Regions from separate parts of the Mus musculus genome. Here all the other regions are linked to region 1. Evidence: chromatin contacts called from public Micro-C and promoter capture Hi-C data. All regions are on one chromosome and are shown on one strand. Each heading gives the region's core, a stretch centred on a gene start, on an enhancer-like site or on the middle of the called end of the contact. The rest is flanking DNA. Distances are from core to core; before and after follow the strand shown.

Region 1 (4,485 bases), core at 1,646-4,145:
CGCTAAGGGTCAAACCCGGGTCCTCACACTTGCTTGGGTAGCCCTTTATCCGCTGAGCTAATTCCCCTGCCCCTGGGTGCTTTCTTGATCTCCATTTTTCCATTTCCCTCAGATGCAAATTATCTTTTCTCTAAGAATAGGCAGGGCTGGGCTGAAGAGCTGTATCTGTGGTTTCGAACACTACAGAGGACCCAGTTCAATTCCCAGCAACCACATAGCAGATCACACCTGTTTGTAACTCCAGTTCCAGGGCACCTGATGCCCTCACACAGATATACACCCAAGCAAACACCAGTGCATATACATAAAAATAAATGTGTCATTTAAAAAGCTAATTCTGTTCGGGACATATTTCTAGCCTCTCGTTAGTCTTGTAACACCGCTCCCTGTATTACAACTATCTGCATTGTCTCCCCTAGGATGAACCCCTCGAACAACTTTGTATCCCCTGTGGTTGCTGGATGGCCAACAAATTGATACAGATAATGCTGTTCATGTTCCTGTGGTAAGCTCTCCTCCTTCAGCAGCGGGTGGAGTGGCTACGACCTGGAACTTCAGAGCCCTGCCCTATTTCCACCCTTTCCCTGTAGAAAGAAAACACCGACAGACACATCAAGTCTGGCCCTTTATTTGGGACAGGAGAGGGCTCTCTCGATTTTGTAAAACCCCCATCGAGACCCTCGCCGTCACTAAGCAAGGGTTTGCAGTCCAGTGCGCCAGTCACACTCCCATAGGGAAAAAAAAGTCCTCTAGAGTCCGGTGGTGTCACTACAGGGTACAAGGCTCAGAGGCAGATCATCTTCACAGGAATAGCAAGAGCCAAGCTGAGGTAGCCTTAGGGAAGAGGCATTCCTGACCACGGGGCAGGAGCAGCAAGGACGGGGGGGGGGGGGGGGGGGGCTCAGGGCTTCTCACAACGCCACTGTTCAAGCTTCTCAGAGCACATGGGCTTGTAGGCTTTCCTGATCACAAAAGAAATGGACAAAATGAATGGGCTGGCTGGAACTTTCTATTTAACTTAACTATGCCAAATAACTGTTCCGTTATGACATTTTCATACGTGTATATCATCATACTTTGCTCAGCTATCTCACATGCGCACGTGCACACACACACACTTTCTCCCCTCTTAATGATGGTTGTCAGTGACTAGCATAAAGCTGCATTTAGGTTCGTCCTCAGGGTGAGGTGAAAGATTGTAGAGAAGAAATGGCATGGGCTTCTAAGTGGAATGAGGCTCACTATAATAATAACAACAACAATAACAATGATAATAATAGGACTAGTGGAGCATGGCTTTAATCTGAGCACTCGGAAGGCATAGGTAAGCAAATCTCTGTGAGTTTGAGGCCAGCCTGGTCTACGGAGTGAGTTCGAGGATAGCCAGGGCTACACACACATACCACAGACACACACATACACACACAAACACTCACTCACAAAAACCTCTCTCAACAAGCCAAAATAATAATAATAAAATCAATAAGAGTTCAGATCTAGGAAAGATGTGGAATAATACCACAAGGGCTTTAAGGATGAGAACTGGCCAGGGGAAGAGAGTCCTGGACATCAGTCTTCCAACATGGAACTTCATATCGGGGAAGTTGTCACACAAAAATGACACGAAGAAGCATTTTAAATGTAGACCTTTGGGACTCTAGATGAGTTTTGTTTTGGAGACTCCATCCAAAATTAAATGGTCTGGAGAGGGAGGTCAGAAGAGAGCAAAGACGACGACTTACCAGTAGTCGATTCCTTTGATAGCCAGGATCTTCTTGGCACACGCTATGTCATCATCCAACTCGTCATCCAATAACTCTGTTATAACAGAGTGCAGGAAGGAACAAGACAAATAAGAAGTACAGCTCAGTGGACTGGTTCCTCTGGCCCCAGAGTCAGGGGAACTGGTTCTGAGTTGAAGGTTTGGCCTAGAGACTTTCTATATGAAACGGCCAGTCTGATAATGCCTCCCCTCCATGGGAACTCCATTCCCTTCCCTAGGACACCTCACGAGACAGCATCAGATTCATCACGCCCTGAAAATACAGCGTATCAGACTTCAAGACTCACAAGTGTCCCAAACTACCCTTCCCTGAACCTTAGGGGACTCTCTGGGCATGTGGAGATCATGACCAGTGACCAGGTTCTTACTAAGCACTGCTATCTCAAGTCATATGGTACCCAGCACACCTGAGACATGCTGGGTACCAACAAGGAGGCTGCCTGGGAGGACTCGGAGGCAGGCTGTAGAGATACAGAAGAGTGTGGTGAAAGAGGATACTCACTGTCACAGGAGATGCCACAGATGTTCTCCGACTCGGGGAACTCACTACTTTTACACCAAAATCTGTCACTGATCTGGAAGAGTCCGTACTCTGTGCTGCCGTTGTCGTTGACAACAGCTTGTGTGTCGTAGCCACTGGTATGAAATAAAACACAGGCCCCTGAGGGAGACAGAAGAAAGAACTTTCTCAGAGATGTCTCAGAGTACCATAATTGAAACACTGGTTTCCCGGGGGGGGGGGGGGGGGGGCTTCCCAACCAATCTCCAAAAGTGGTGAAGTCCAGATTATCTTGGTGAAATGAGAAAGGCCAGACAATGGGAGACAGGCAGGGCAGGAGAAGTAATTGAATACAAGAGGTCAAGACAGAACAAGAAGAGGTACGAGACCACACCACGAGGAGACAGAGAAGGAGGAGAAGGGAGAGGTGGGAATGGAAGGAAGCAGGGACGTAGTATGAACTCACATTCAAGCAAAGAGATGCCTTGATAGCCATCTATGTCTTTAATGGCATGGGACACCTTGCATTTTGTAAGCTCTGTGGCTTGAAAGGCAGGCAACGACAAAATACACACCAGGAACAAAGGAACGAAATGCATCATTTTGACTGCTCCTGGACCTTGTAATGCAGACACCGCTCACTTCATCTGCTTTTATGTATGAAGAAGGCCTCTGGCCTCCTGGCACCGGGCCTTCTCTCTAGGAAGACAATGATGAAGAGATGCTTATGCCAAAATAGAAACCCTGAGCCTGCCAGCCTCCCTCCATCCTGCCACCCTCCCCCCATCTCCTGCATCCAGTCAATACCAAGTATTGTTTTCTTCCCACATAATTCCACACATGACCCAGCTTCTCACTTGGCTCTGGTAAACCTTCATTTCTTTTAGGGCTGCTTCCAGGAAGCAGGATTTCCTTAACCTACTTTTGGAACAAAGGAGGCTTCAGAGACAATACAAGGGAGGTGACTGGAAAACACAGTTGGCTACAGCCAACTCCATGCTTACCCCTAAACACATACAGAACGTGGAAAGGGGATGTATCACATCCTAGGATCAAAGGTGATATTTGTCTGTCCAACCTAGCCATAGGACAAAGTCCAGGAAAGCCCCTTGATATGGAGACTCATAACTGAGAGCCTTGGGAAAAGGGATGGAACATGGTGGCATTTAGCATGAGACTCAACTACTACTTGGATCCCAAGACTTCCTATGGAGGGAGATAGATAATGTGAAAAGTTTTGTGTAAAAATATCTAGCTGTTCTATAAGAAACTGCCAAGCGCCGGGCAGTGGTGGCGCACGCCTTTAATCCCAGCACTTGGGTGGCAGAGGCAGGCAGATTTCTGAGTTCGAGGCCAGCCTGGTCTACAGAGTGAGTTCCAGGACAGCCAGAGCTACAAAGAGAAACCCTGTCTCAAAAAAACAAAAAAAGAAAAATAAAAAGAAAGAGAGAGAGAGAGAGAGAGAAACTGCCAAGCGCCCTGCCCTCAATCGCCTCTGCCATAACTAGCTAGATGCTTTTTGGTGTCACTAAGACATTGTGTCAATCCAAGGCTAATTCCATAGCAACATTGTTAATAGCAACATTGTTCATAGCAACATTGTTCATAGCAACATTGTTCTTGGGTAAGTGGTCCTTGATAGCGAAGGTTGGCCACAGACAGGAAAGGGTCCTGGGTAAGCTATAATAGGTATCTCCCCTAAGCAAGTCAGGGCCAGGTACTAGTTTCAAATAATTCCTGTAATTTTCTGTCATGGAGTACTACACTCATGGCATCAATAATCCTTTCCCTCCTTCCTGCCTGTGCTCATTTTATGAACCTGATTTTTTTTTTTTGACGTCTCCCGAGGTCTCCATCCTAACCAAGCCACCTAAGACTTATAAACTGGAAGTCTTCCAACTGGTTATTATCTGTAAATCTTCAGAGACAGAGACACTCTTCTCTGTTCAACCCCATCCCCCTCTACACAGTGTAACCAGTGTATAACACAGCATGACTGAAACTCGTGTGGAGGATGTGAAACCCAAGATGGATGAACAGAAACCCCTGAATGGAAAGAGACGCATGCTCAGAAACACTGCAAGCATGCTGACTCTGCGGGTCTCCTGTGTTCTACCCGGAAGGACTGGGAGGGTATGGGACAAGAACGGGAATTCTGTCACACTGAGCAAGTCCCATGGGGACTCAGTGGGGATGGAAAGAT
Region 2 (4,190 bases), core at 662-3,161, 330 kb after region 1:
CGTACTGGGACTTTATCACCACGCATGTGGCGTCAATGACAAAGATGCCTTCTCTACCAGCGGGACCTCGGGAAATGCGGGGCAGGGTGTGGGCACGGCGGGTCACCTTCCAAACTTCCAGGGTCTCATGTTCTGCCCCCTCTCTTTGACCCAGGGACTCTTTCCACCCGGTGCCTCCAGGAGCCCAGGGTCTAGGGAGCGTCTGGCTGTGCCTAACTGGAGGCTTTTTAGGGGAGGCAAGCCAACACGTGGGAAGCCATATCTGCTCACTTCCTTCTTTCCCTTTCCTTGACCCCCTGAGGTGCTGCCTGGACCTGGGAACAGGACGAGGTGGGCTGCTGATCGCGGACCTAGAGAGAGCTGCGTCCGTGCCTGGACCGCCAGTCGTTTTGCCTTGGGAATGACTATCGCCAGCACTGTTCAGGCCAGCAGCAACTAGGCCTGAGCTTTTCTCTATAGCCCCTTTGCAAGACTCTGGCCTAGCTCTGGCTGCTGTACAGCCTGGAGCACCTCCTAAGAGTCCCCGTCCCTGTCTGAGACCCCAAGCTCCTAGAACATCCCGGTAGATTCGAGGATCCAGCCTCTTCTTCGTGCGCCCTCCCTCTGTCCTGGTGGTGGCTGGAACTGGGGCTGATGAGGTGGGCGCCCGGGAGAGCTCCGGGCCTCGCTTAGTCCCCAGGGTCCTGTGGGGACCTTCATAAGAAGGTGGAGCCACATAGGGTGGCGGCCGGTCCCAGCGGCGCCTTGGGGCTGTGCCTGCAGAGCCTCTCAACAGCAGGTGAGCCTCGTAGCTAGGGGGCCCTGGCCTTCTGCCTCCCCATGGCCCCGCCCATGCAACCCCTGGGTCACCCTGCGGGAGCACGGATGGTCGGGGCGCTCGCCCCACCTGCCCGAAGCGCTCTGGTCTGGAGAAAACTGGAAACCCTGTAGGTTGGGCTGCCCGAAGGGCGTTCCGGGGCTCTGGGCGGGGCTGACCTAGGGGACTCCGTCGGGCCCCGCCAGCCTTGCGCCTTTTTCTCTCGGTCTCCTTGGCCTCCCGCTCCTGCGACGCCGCCTTTCTTTTCTCTTGTTCCCGGGCTCGGACCTCGGCGGGGGGGCCCGCCCGCCAGTTGGTTGCCTCCTGCAGCACCCTGGAGGCCCAGGGTCGGCGGGGTGGCGGCTCAGGGGATCCCGGGCGCAGCCTACACCTGGGACAATGAGCAGGAACCCAGGTGAGCAGTTTGCGGGGACAGAGAGCCGAGGTCCGGGGAGCTGGGAGCACTGGAGACCACTTGGGGCAGCCATGTGGGAGGGTTCGTGTGAGTGTCTGAGCGAGTGCACGTGCGTATATGTTAGGGCTAAAGTCGAAATGAGACTCCTCGCCATCTCTCCATGCACACTTTAACAGCGACTGCCCCCATCTCACCGCCTGCCACTAGTACTCCTGTCCCCCTAAACAGCGCTCAATGATTCAGGCCCCAGTCCTCGACGAGTGGGGGGAGGGAGGCGCGGGAAAGAGAAGGGAACAGCAGCAATTGCTGGTGCCAGCGGGGAGGTCTGGACCCCACTTCCCGCCCCACCACTTGCTGCCCCTCACCCCTCCTTCACTCACGTGCGGCTCTGGGGCCCACGGGCCCAGTAGCTGGCCTGGATGTCCATGGACTGTCGAGAAGGAGCGCGACGACTATAATGACAGGAAATAGTCTTCACTTCAATCACCAACAGCTTGGACTTCTGCACCCAGAGGCAGCTGCCGGACTCCTCATCCTGGAGCTCCCGGGGGCTGTCGGGCCCCTCGGAGAATAACGGGCCATCCAGCATCCTGCCCCACCCCACCCCGGCCCCCCACCCTCCCACCCGCCCCGTGAGCCCCCTCCCAACCCAGGGAGCCGGCGCCCACTGCAGAGCGGCAGGCCCAGGGACTGGCAACTATATATACCCGGGCACACGTGTGTGCCTGTCTGTGCGTGTGTGAGTGTGTGCTAGCGCGCGAGCGCGCGCGCATGTGACACGCCGCCGTGGACGGCTCCGCGCTGCTTCCTCCCCCATGTGCACGGCCGCCCCCTGGGGCCTGGGATTGGACGCCCCTTCCCACTCACTGCTCAGGTCCCCCAAGCCTAATGGGACCTGCGAGTGGGCGGGGAGAGACTTCTGATTCTTGCCAAGCTTACGGTGCCCTCTCCTCCAGCCCCCATTTCTTCATCCTTCCCGAAGTTTTAACCCTTTGCTTTCCTGCTTGTCAGGTTGCCTGACCACCAGTGCTCTCTCTATTCCTGCCTGCTCGCCCAGACTCCTTTCTCCGACAGGGAGTGGTGAGAACAGAACTCAAGGTCTCTGCCTGCCACTCGCTGCTGGTTTCCATGGGGTTGGGGTGCAAGAGAGGCTGGCCCACAGCTGGGGGGAGCGGGCTATTTTTAGTGTCGGTGGCATTCGGGTGCAGCTGAGATGAGTAACCAGTTCCTAAGCAGTACAGAGAAGAGGTGCCGCTTTCAGGAAGCTTTTGTGCGACTCTGGGGGAGAGCTGCTCCCCCAAGACCTCAGAAAGGTGCACCTGTATGCCTCAGCTTTCTCTGCTGAGGCGGAACTCCATCTATCCTGGCCACCAAACAGCAGGACGACTCCTACTCTAAATATGGGTGTCCTTGGGCACCCACAGAGCCTTCCCTGAGCAGCAGGCTAGCTCCCCTAACCCAGAAGCCAGGATTCTAGGGTTACACAGTTCCGTGCCCACACAGCTCTTCCAAGCCTTATGTGGGGTGCAGATAGAGTGCTTAAATACATTTGTACCCTAACAGAGGGGGATGGACTAGAGTGCTCCTGTGGCACAGCCAAATCCCCTAGCAACAGAAAAGATAAAAGTGGCCTTTCTTTCCTAGGTCGGGGCTCTAGTTCACTTGACTGGCATGGTGTGGTGCAGCTCACCTTTTGGACTCACTCGATTCTGGGGGGTTGCTGCTTGCATCCTCGGGATCCCTCCCCCTATGCCTGTACCAGGTGTCCCCTGATTCACCATGGTAATGTTAGTGGCAGCACAGCCCACGCCAACCTTCCATGCAGAGACTTAGCAACCATGCCTGGCAACCATAGCAGCAGCTCAGGGGAGGGGAGAAGTGTAGGGAGCGGGATGAGAGGGTGGCAATGGCTCCTGAGGAAGAAGGGACCATTTGCTGCTCCTGACTTTAGGAACAGAAGCCTGTGGGCTTGCAAAGTGTGTCTATCCCCATTTTCCTCAGCTGCTTCCCAGGAGCTGAGACTTGGTGGGGTAAATGGGAGAGACAAAAGTTGGTTTTTCATAGAAGTACAAGGAGCATTTGGATACAGAGCCTTCTTTTTAAGGGGACAGGGACCAAAGAATTGTTATAGGTCACACTCATTGAGAAACAGCAAAGTAGAACCTGACCTGTTCTGCTGTCCCTCCCCTGCCACTCCTCAACCCCCACCCCATGCCATGATTCCACCTACCTCCTGGCTGCCCTGAGGATGGCTTGCAGGCACTGCCAGGGCCCAACAGAATCCCACAGCTTTTAAAGTCTTGCCTCCTCCCTGGACAAGTCCTCCTTGATGAAGGAATGTGACACAAGGAGACATTTGTCCTTTCCACCCTCTCCACACACACAAACATGCTCTAATTATAATCATTTGGAGGCCTCCCTCCCCCAAGCTTGGGAATGTGCTGAGAGCAAAGATGTGGATGGAGAGGGGGCCCAAGCACTGAGAGCTGACCTCTAACAAGCGCCCTGATGTGTTCCCTGTGTTCCATCAGAAAGCCCGCTTTGTGAAAACTAGCGTGGCCCAGGTTCTTCTGAAGGCTTGGCAGGAGAAGGGAAAGCCAGGGAATTACTCAGGACCTGCTCCTGGCTTGGATGCTAACCCCTATCGGCAAAGCTGCTGTAGAAGGGAACAGAGCCTGCAGGTCCTCCGTCCGTCAGGTGTTGGGTATCACTCTCAGCACAGATGATAGGTCTGGTGGGTTGACCCCAGCTCTGCTGTTCCTCCATGATGTACCCTCTACCTTAGAGGAAAGGCAAGGGAATTGTGGGTTCAAAAAGACTACCGGCCCAGCATTATCCAAACAACTCAACCTCCACTCAGAAACGCCGATGACATTAGCATCTCTCTGCCCAAAGATTCTCCTCCGTTTGCCACTTTCCAGAGACCTGACATGTTAGGGAAATTTGCATGGGCCTTAGCTAACTATGGTCCAAATAGAG
Region 3 (4,202 bases), core at 654-3,153, 410 kb before region 1:
AGGAGGCAAATGGACAAACCAACCGACTGACCTAAAATTCATATGTAAACATGAAAAAGACTAAATAGACAAAGTAGTATAAATTCTGTTGTAAAATTACACTAAAGCCATATGAACAAAACCAGCATGCTACTTCCAAAAAACCAGACACAGGCCAACAGAAGAGGCGATTCAGAAGTAACCCCACAGTTTTCAGCCATTCGATTCTCAGCAGAGGTGACCAAACAAAACCAAAACCAAAACAAAACATGCTAAAGAAAAGTCAGTTTTAACAAACAGTTCTGGAACAACCTAAGGTCCACATGTAGCAGAGTGAAACTCGGTCCCTACTTCTCACACCATACAAAATCAACCCAAAACTGATCGCACAATATGAAAGATTGACAATACCAGAGGAATTCTGAATTAAAAAACTGGGCTGGAAACATAGCCCAGTGGCTTGAGGCCCTGGACGTGACTCCCAGTACTGCAAAAACAGTATAATCCTCCAAAACAACTCAGAAAGAATGAATGATCCAATTATAAACCGGGCAAATGAACTGATGAGTTTTCAAAAGAACAATAATAAATACATAAAATGTTTAACCATCAGAGAAATGCAAATCAAAACTGCTCTGAGATTCCGTCTCACTCCAGTAGAAGCACATCATCAGAAAACAAACAAGAGCAGTGAGAATGGGGCGGGAAAAGACCCTTTATGTGCTGTTAGAGGGAATTCCTACTGGGGATTTCTCAACAAAACTAAAAATAGAAATAATATATGATTCTGTTATATTACCTCTGGGTATATACCAAGTGTGTGTGTGGGGGGGGGGAGGGGGGACGACAATCAGCACACAATGAAATTTAGGGCTGGGGAGATGACTCAGTGGTTAGGAACACTATCTGCTCTTCCAGAGAACTTGGGTTCAATTCCCAGCACCCACATGGTGGCTCATAACCATCTGTAACTCTAGCTCCAGGGAATTAAGATTCCCTTTCCTGGACTCCTCAGGCACCAGGCTTGCACATAGTGCAAGTAGACTACTTGTAGGCATGAAATAAAAATAAAATAAGACATTTAAAGAAAGGAATCTGCATTACCATGCTCATAGCAGCAAAACTCATAATAGCCAAGTTAACACATCCACCTAGTTTCCATGAATAGAGTAACAGATAAAGAAAATATGATATACGGATACATAGACACACACAGGACTTGTTATTCAACTATAACTTGTGATCAGCTGCTTGCAGAAAAATGAACAGAACTGGAGATCATCATGGGAAATAAAGCAGATTCAGAAATACAAATATCATCTTTTATCTCACATGTAGACTTTAGATATGGAGTAGGGGTGGGTATGGTGGTTTATGCCTGCAGTCCCACTACTTTGTGGTCTGAGACAGGAGGACTGCTACAAATAAAGCGCATTCTGGGCTACACAGTGGTAAGGCAGGCCAGGGTACACAGTGGGGCCTTGTCTAAAAAAAAAAAAAAAAAACAAAAAAAAAAGGAACAAAAAACAAAAAAAAAAAAAAAAAAAAAAGGAAGGGAAAGGAAAGGGAAGGAAAGGACAACAGGCTAATTTGACAGAGGAAAAGGACCCAGGCAAGAGAGGGTCACTAGGAGCTTGTATGATCATATACTTATACGCATGTATAAAAATGTTACAGTGAATCTCATTCTTATGTACAGTGAAAACATACTAATATAGAACAGAAACTATCACATAGGAAGAATACTTAAAAAAGGTTAACTTTGGTTTCAAGCAGCTTGGTCAACGAGGGAGTGTTTGGGACGATTAATGGTGTGCAGCTTCTAAAACGAGCGACGCTCCCTGCGATGAGGAGGTGTTCTGAGGGTGAACACTGGCGTGATGACTGTTACAGTGTTCTTATGCTCCTGCAGCTACACCCAGGCTCATCACACACAGGGTAAGTCTATTAATAACCTCATGGGACTGACTTCTGCAATATTAATAGACCTGCTGTACCATTTACTAGCCAGGTGACTTTCTTCTCTCATTTGTAAGGTATGAATATAAACTCACCTTTACCTATTGTACGAGGTCAAAAGAATTATTCAATTATTTAATATACTAATAGAAAGAGCACATTAAAACACAATCTCTACAGCAAACAGCTACAATTACCAAGATACCGAGTTAAGATGCAACTGAACAGATGCACGCTTCCTGCTGTGCCAACTGTCCACTATCTCAGTCTCATCCTGTCGGTTACGGAGAGAAAAGAGCAAGTCAAGCGGCAGCACAACAGCCTCCTCTGAGAACGTCCATGACCTCTACGATCCTACTCCTAAGGAAAAGCAAGCACACTTAACTCACTCACAAAACCAATCTGCACGTGCATGTGTAAACGTGCAAACACACGTGTGGAGCCGTGGGTGCTGTCCCTTGAGAAGCTCTTTTTGAAACAGGGCCTCACTGGCCTGAAAGTCCCCAGGGAGACTGGACCAGTGAGCCGCGAAGGCCCCGCCCCGCCTGACACCTGGCGGTCTCTGCCTCCCAAGCGCGGGGATTCTGAGCAGAAAGCACCTTGCCTAGCTTTGGATGTGGATGCTGGGAACTGGCCTACAGCCCTGTCTTTGATGGAAAGCACTTCACTGACCAAACTATTTCCATAGCCCCTCGCTGGCTTTCTAAAAATAATTTCTTTTTATTGTATAGTTTGTTTTTATAATTGATGAAAACTGTAGCTAGTAAGAGATATTCTAACAAATCAAATTTATTAAAACAAAACCTGCTGAGTGAAGCTCATGGCTTTACTGAAGACAAGAACGGTTCAGCAGGTGGTGAGACAGCAGGAGCAGAAAGCAGTAGGAAAAAGAATGTTTTCCCAGTCCTTGGGAACTTAGAACAAAACTTTATAAAGAGTCACGATGGGGAGACCAGAGCGGACTAGGTAAGTACAATGGTTTAGGAGCACGCAGCGGAGAGCGTGACAGGCCGTCTCCTTGGCGTCTCTGGCTGCAGCTTTTCCTTACCTCTTCTGCTGTGCTGAAATGTCGCCTCTGAGTTTTCTTAGGGCTTAAAAGACTCCGACGACATGACCCACTCCAGGATGGACTTGGGGCAGGCTTAATGGGAAATGACTTTTCATACGCAGACATGTGGCAGTGGTGATTGGACTTGCCCACAAAGGTGTTTGATAATCCACTGAAAAGAAGTGTGTAAGGAAAGTTACAGTGATGACTTTTACTTCTCAGAAATAACAAAAGCAGGGCTGGAGAGGTGGCTAGTGGTGAGGGGCACTGGCTGCTCTTCCAGGGACCTGGGTTCAACTCCCAGTGTCCACAAGTGTAGTGACATTTCTGCAATTTCAGTTTCTTTAAAAACCACAGAAATAGAAGAAAGTGCTTTCGTTTTAAACCTCAGGTGTGGGATCCGGGGCTGCTTCGCAGCAGCTGACCATGGTTTGCCTCGTGCTCTAGCAGAGGCATGGTTTTGCCAGCTGCAGATGGTTTCTGCAATTGTGTGATGTGTGGAATCCTGGGAAGTCTCCATAGGGTATATAAATGCTAGGGCCCTGAGGGGCAGAGTGGGTTGTTGGCAGTTCATGGGGGTTGCTATCACTCAATTCAGCCCAAAGGAAATGGATTTGCAAATTTTGCGATGGCTTAAAGCCCTGAAATGGTTCTCATTGAGAATTCTAATGTAGCACCTATGTTGTAGCCGTTCCCCAGTACCTGAGGAAGGGTTTGAGAAGTAGGTAGACCAAACCTAACCTTGAGGTCTTCCGGGTTTCGAGGCAAAGACTTCGGCTATTTCTTGGTTTTTGTGGCGCTGAGCCTGACGCTGGAGTGGAATTTCTCCATTGTCCATTTGCACTTTGACCAAAGGTTCTTACGTCACCTGAGCCAAGGAAACTGTCTGAGGAAGGGTTATCTAAAAGAAAATGAAAGTTTCAGTAAGTTGAACAAATAACTAGATCTAGGCCTCTTTATGATTGCAACCATGTTCCATCATTGCATTCCAAAGTAACGTAGCATATCACCATGCCTCTCATGGAAAAGATCCCAGTCTCAACTGCCAATAAATCTGCAGTAAGGGAACGTCTACAAACTATAATCGATTCAGCCATACTAACCTGAAAATTGATGAAGGAGCTGAAGCCTGCCACAGCCATGTGCCTTATCTGCATCAATGTGACTCCGTGGTGTCCACCAAAAGTCAACATTTTACCCCAACTATATCTTGCAA

Evidence for each region. Promoter capture Hi-C pulls out the DNA fragments that hold promoters and counts their contacts. A called contact is a pair of places that touch in the nucleus more often than the background predicts.
Region 2: a promoter capture Hi-C map of pre-B cells shows a contact between it and region 1, with 3 times the contacts expected there. The contact joins the promoter of Ddn here to the promoter of Lalba in region 1. A contact is called at or near these places in 2 of 39 promoter capture datasets (pre-B cells and stem cell-derived epiblast-like cells).
Region 3: a contact with region 1 is called in a Micro-C map of B cells, with 3 times the contacts expected there. The contact joins the enhancer-like site here to the promoter of Lalba in region 1. A contact is called at or near these places in 13 of 39 promoter capture datasets (the 3T3-L1 cell line, 3T3-L1-derived adipocytes, the C10 cell line and 9 more), 2 of 484 Hi-C or Micro-C datasets (B cells and nephron progenitors), 1 of 115 datasets of contacts at active chromatin or transcription factors (bone marrow-derived macrophages) and 2 of 9 other capture datasets (adipose tissue and embryonic stem cells).

Annotation. Positions count from the first base shown.
Region 1 is chr15:98,479,788-98,484,272 of GRCm38.p6, forward strand. It overlaps Lalba (lactalbumin, alpha), which reads right to left and starts at 2,896. Exons shown (of 4, transcript NM_010679.1): 1 at 2,749-2,896; 2 at 2,286-2,444; 3 at 1,743-1,818; 4 at 613-962. The coding sequence starts at 2,884. The coding sequence ends at 902.
Region 2 is chr15:98,806,014-98,810,203 of GRCm38.p6, forward strand. Ddn (dendrin) reads right to left here and starts at 1,912. Exons shown (of 2, transcript NM_001013741.1): 1 at 1,592-1,912; 2 at 1-1,187. The coding sequence starts at 1,800. B130046B21Rik (a long non-coding RNA gene) reads left to right here and starts at 302. Exons shown (of 3, transcript XR_003951472.1): 1 at 302-1,211; 2 at 2,223-2,309; 3 at 2,856-4,190.
Region 3 is chr15:98,072,823-98,077,024 of GRCm38.p6, forward strand. It overlaps Senp1 (SUMO1/sentrin specific peptidase 1), which reads right to left. Exons shown (of 18, transcript NM_144851.5): 5 at 3,728-3,887; 6 at 2,987-3,158. Among named protein-coding and RNA genes, the nearest start is that of Gm25668, 5.2 kb to the left of the region's middle. Within about 2 kb of position 1,904, at least 14 of the 459 cell types and tissues checked have an H3K27ac peak or open chromatin away from gene starts, as enhancers often do. A contact at or near this core is called in B cells, where this site is marked.